Linked DNA regions of Mus musculus: region 1 is linked to region 2. The links are chromatin contacts, called in public Hi-C maps. All regions are on one chromosome and are shown on one strand. Each heading gives the region's core, a stretch centred on a gene start, on an enhancer-like site or on the middle of the called end of the contact. The rest is flanking DNA. Distances are from core to core; before and after follow the strand shown.

Region 1 (2,700 bases), core at 114-2,613, 220 kb before region 2:
AGACATAACTCTTTCAAGAAAGAATTAACATTTGCACAGAACTGAGTCATTAACCCATAACCATAGTGAATGTTTATATTACCCATAGGGGATGTATGCTTCATAAAACCATTGATTGTTACAGCTGACAGACCTCTGATGTCACCAGTGTCTTCCAGGCGTAGACATTTCATTTATTGATTTGCTGTTGTCCATTTCTTTTGTATTCCATTTATGTCTCCTAGTTATTATTTTATTTAGGTATATTTCTATTTTGGTATTTATATGTTTTTCCTATATAGTTTTCACTCCACTTGCATAACACTAGTCATGAGAATAATTTAGTTCAAAATAAAATCCATGTTCCTTGCTATCAAGCTCAGCTTTAGTGCGTTTTACCTTTTCTTCCTTTTAGAAATATCTTACTTAAATCATGTATGATCAAACTCTAATGTATTCAGACCTTCTTGCCTACCCTGTTAGGGATGAAGAAGGACGAGAGCATTTACAGAAGCGAAGTACGTCGCTGCCCTTCATGTTTGCTACCGGAGAGGCTGTGTTGTACGAGATCTCCAGCCCTTTCTCTCCCATAATGGATCCCCTACCAATACGCACCAAAAGCAACACTAGCAGGAAAGACTGGGCTCCCCAGTCAACCCCAAGTAAGGATTCTTTCCACCCCAGTTCTCTTATGAGTGCCCTCATCCAGCAGGATGAGTCCATCTATCTGTGTCCTCCTTCAAGCCCTGCGCTGTTAGACAGCCATTTTCTCATGGGCTCCGTGAGCAAGTGCGGGAGTTGGCAAGACAGCTTTGCGGCCGCAGGAAGTGAGGCTGCGCTGAAACATGAGCAAATTGGCCATGCTCAGGACGTGAACCTTGCACTCTCTGGCGGCCCCTCAGAGCTCTTTCCGGATAATAAAAATAATGACTTGTACAGCATCATGAGGAACCTTGGGATTGATTTTGAAGATATCAGAAGCATGCAGAACGAGGAGTTCTTCAGAACTGACTCCACCGCTGCTGGTGAGGTTGACTTCAAAGACATCGACATAACGGACGAAATCCTGACCTACGTGCAGGATTCCCTGAACAATTCAACTTTGCTGAACTCGGCTTGCCAGCAGCAGCCTGTGACTCAGCACCTAAGCTGTATGCTGCAGGAGCGCCTGCAACTAGAGCAACAGCAACAGCTTCAGCAGCCCCCGCCGCAGGCTCTGGAGCCCCAGCAGCAGCTGTGTCAGATGGTGTGCCCCCAGCAAGATCTGGGTCCGAAGCACACGCAAATCAACGGCACGTTTGCAAGTTGGAACCCCACCCCTCCCGTGTCTTTCAACTGTCCCCAGCAGGAACTAAAGCACTATCAGCTCTTTTCCAGCTTACAGGGGACTGCTCAGGAATTTCCCTACAAACCAGAGGTGGACAGTGTGCCTTACACACAGAACTTTGCTCCCTGTAATCAGCCTCTGCTTCCAGAACATTCCAAGAGTGTGCAGTTGGACTTCCCTGGAAGGGATTTTGAACCGTCCCTGCATCCCACTACTTCTAATTTAGATTTTGTCAGTTGTTTACAAGTTCCTGAAAACCAAAGTCATGGGATAAACTCACAGTCCGCCATGGTCAGTCCTCAGGCATACTATGCTGGGGCCATGTCCATGTATCAGTGCCAGCCAGGGCCACAGCGCACCCCTGTGGACCAGACGCAGTACAGCTCTGAAATTCCAGGTTCTCAGGCATTCCTAAGCAAGGTAAGGGCTTTCGACAGCTGAAAAAACCTTGTAGGCCTAAGCATCTCTGTATTACACTTAAACATATCATCATAACCCATTTTAGATAGCAAGCAACTTCGGAACTGCTTTCGTTATATTTATGGTCACGTAATTAACTTCATTATAGTTTACTTAAAATAGTATGAATAATAAATTATTTTAAATAATTTTCTTAAAAGCAAGTTGATGTTTAGATAATTTAATAACTGTTCTTTGTTACCCCCTCAGGAGGATATCATGCTTATATTAATAAATTTCTCTTTACAAATATTAGCTTATTTGAAGATATACTGGTTTAGATTGTAAGAATATCTTGACTAACATGAAGTTTATTAAGTAACTATTCATGAGCTGTTTGAGTATAGCCATTTAAAAGTGTGGCTTAAATCACAGTCCTGGTTGCTTTTTAGATTGTGAGTGAATCTGCTGTGTCTGATTGTATGGGACTTTTTTTTTTTTGAATGGAGAATGAAGATGATAGTTTTGGTCAATCTTTTTCCTGAAAATTTTTAGGAAAAAGATTTCCTAAAAATTTTTAATAGTTATTATAAAGAAAATGGATTAACCATACTTTGGATATAATTTACTCATAAAAGAATAGAATATTAGTATTTGCCTCAAAGCGGTGTGTCTGAAGGACATTATAGAATATAGAGAGCATCCATGTGTGCAAACCTCCAAGGCTGATCCCTCAGATGCTGGAAATGGCCGCAGAGTGGGGCTGGCTATTGGGTAGTAACAGACAGATAGTGGGAGTAACTTCGGCTCTTCTACAACATAGCAGGATGACAGAAGTTCACAACAGTTCATTGCATGATTCAAAATCACTAGAAAAAAAGGAAATCAAAGGTTCTTCATGCAAATAACAGATGAGTGTTCACAGTGAAAGATAATTGCCTGATTTGCTTACACACTATATAGATGAATTGAAATGTCACATTGTAACCTGTTCA
Region 2 (2,700 bases), core at 138-2,637:
ATTGAGATGTGCTGTCTTAGTGTGTTGGAGCTCAATTTAATTCCATGCAGCAGGATGCTCCTTGAAAGATACCAAGAATTGCCCGATAAGGCAAGTACCTCTTCCTTCTATTGCTCTTCTACAATAGCCACCCCCACTAGATATCATGGCAACCAAGTCTTAAGCCCAAAGATGAGCATATATATCAGAGATTCCCAAACTACATAGCATTCTTCACCCTTAATCTAGGGATAGCTGTAAGAAGTGTTCATGTATTTCCATTTATTTCAATTTATTTTTCAAATGAATCATAACATACATCTGCCTTAAATTCACAAGTTGTACAGCACTGGAAACTTCTAATTTCTTAAAGCATGAATATCCCCAATATGTGGTTGATGAGTTAGCATATCAAATTTGTCTGACATATTTGCTCTAAGCAGAGGGTAAAACATTTGGCATTACAAATCCTGGCTTTTGTGGAAAAGAGGATTCCCTTTGATTGCTATTCTCCTTTATTACTTATGAGGAATCACAGTTCATAAATACATTTTCTGGATGGCTTAATAACTCCACGTTTTAGTTTTAAGCCTTTGGCAGACAGGTGAAAATATCCCATGAATAAGCTGTGACTAAAGCCTCCTCTGTAGAGATGAATTCTCAGTAATTCCTACGGCAAGTCATATCGACAGCTCTCCTCTCTCACCCTGCCCTTCTTTAAGTTTGTCAAAGTGGGAATTTCTGCTGCTAACTCAGAAATTCAAATGGGAAGAGAAGTCACAGGATAGCTTTCCTATTGTGGTCATGTGAATAGAAGTCCTGGAGGCTGAACAAGACACACTGTACATTCAGAGAAAGATGCATTCTCTTGCCTTCTGGCACAGCTTGTACAGTGACTGGATGAGACCAAGGTCTTGGGAAGCCAGAGATAGCTACGTCTATTTTGGTAACACTGACATGCTCCAAGTCTACAGCGAATAGGGAATCACCCTCTTTGTGTAAATGTTTGCTTTGTTGCAAATTCTCAAGCAGAAATTAATAGCAAACATGCACCAGAAGGAGTATTAACTCAAGCATGATAAACAACTCCTAGGCAATGTTTAGACTGGCCAAAGCCATCCTATAATCATGCTAGATGATAGAACAGTGCATCTAATATCTATACACTGGGACATAAAGCAAACTAGAATCATTTATCCCTGATAAATAAGTCTGCCAGAGGAGGTAGATTAACGGGTAGATAAGTATCAAATCCCCATTGCATTCTCCTTTCTTTTTTCTCTTGGTGGTGTAGACAATTATTAATGAATCATGAATGTTTGATGTTCCTTTCCAGCAGTTACAAAACACACTTGGAACGGGTCTGGGAATTTACTTTGATCTCTTGTTTGAAGTCATACGCCAGTATTCTGGCCCCCTGTGACAACAACTATCTCAAACTCTGGGCTACTAAAGAGCTGAACTTAATCACGCAGAAGTGGTGCCAGAAGACGTTTCGAAAATGACACAGCAGTCTGCTCAAGAAACCCACAGGATCAGGGCCTTGAGCTTCTGAAGGTGAGTTGGCAGCAGGCAGCCAGCTGGCCTGAGGGTTCACTGAAGCTGTTTCACTGTCCCACAGTGTTGGACCTGAAAGCCTCAAACACAGATGGTGACAAGGTGGACAGTGTCCTACAACGTGGGTCTTTCTTTGAATAAAGCCTCAGAAATGACTTCAAGCCAAATAAAAAGCATAGCTTCTCTTTGAATTTTATTCCATTTCTGTTCTTGGATTCACAAGGGTTGTTAATCACTTTTATTTAGCAGAAATCTAATGGCAATTTCTTAATGTTTATTAATCAGAGATTCTGTACTCCATTAACAGCTCAATTAACTTCCTGAAGGTTGAACAAGGTCAATCTCTCTACCATAACACTGCTAACCAATTCCTGCAGAATAAATATTTGCTTTAAGTTTCTCTATGCCAAATTCTATGGCATCATGTTGCCTAAATCTCCTTTTGTAAATAAGATGTGCCTCAAAGAGAAAGAGATAGCAGAATTTGGTCTTGTTGACCTTTCTACACACCTTAGACCTAGAACAAAAGGTCAATCTATCCAGAAAAAAAGGTCTAGGGCATTTATGATCTATATCTAACAAGAATGTCTTAAGCCCACTGGCATAGCTTGTCTCAGATGCACCAGACCAACATGGGCTCTGTTGAGGAATTTTCTCTAGGGCACTAAATAGGTAGAGGATATGGTTTTAGTTCCCTGGATTGCTTGTTTTTCCTAATAATTCTCAAAAATATCCAGTCTACTTTCTTTTACAGACCACATATCTCCTCATTCAGGTCTCTATCCTGATTTCCTGGCAAATCTTATCGTGATAGCAGGGGCAGACAGGACAACACCCTCATAAATGTAGCACTGAATGAGCAAGGAGGAAGGACAGGGATTTTCTGGCCTTTGAGCAGAAAAAACACACACAAAACCCTCTTCTTCTTGTCTCCATTGCTCTAAAGAGAAGACATCCGCCTGAACTGTCATGGACAGACACACACGCATTATCACCACCGACTGTTAATAGTTCTGTAGAATTCTCCCAGGAAACATTAATTCTTACTTATATATAAATGACTTCTACTTTCTTTTAAACTTATTTTGACTGAAGAAAACAAAGGAAAGAGGACATTCCACAGAAAATAATGAAAAATTAGACTTTGTAGTAAATATTTCATCT

Evidence for each region. Hi-C and Micro-C count contacts between places; a contact is called where the count stands out from the background.
Region 1: a Hi-C map of liver shows a contact between it and region 2, with 4 times the contacts expected there. The contact joins two enhancer-like sites. A contact is called at or near these places in 1 of 15 datasets of contacts at CTCF or cohesin (the NIH/3T3 cell line) and 1 of 484 Hi-C or Micro-C datasets (liver).

The regions. Positions count from the first base shown.
Region 1 is chr12:35,502,739-35,505,438 of GRCm38.p6, reverse strand. It overlaps Ahr (aryl-hydrocarbon receptor), which reads left to right. Exons shown (of 11, transcript NM_013464.4): 10 at 463-1,726. Among named protein-coding and RNA genes, the nearest start is that of Ahr, 31 kb to the left of the region's middle. Within about 2 kb of position 1,363, at least 15 of the 459 cell types and tissues checked have an H3K27ac peak or open chromatin away from gene starts, as enhancers often do. A contact at or near this core is called in liver, where this site is marked.
Region 2 is chr12:35,282,853-35,285,552 of GRCm38.p6, reverse strand. No RefSeq gene overlaps it. Among named protein-coding and RNA genes, the nearest start is that of Mir680-3, 89 kb to the right of the region's middle. Within about 2 kb of position 1,387, at least 39 of the 459 cell types and tissues checked have an H3K27ac peak or open chromatin away from gene starts, as enhancers often do. A contact at or near this core is called in liver, where this site is marked.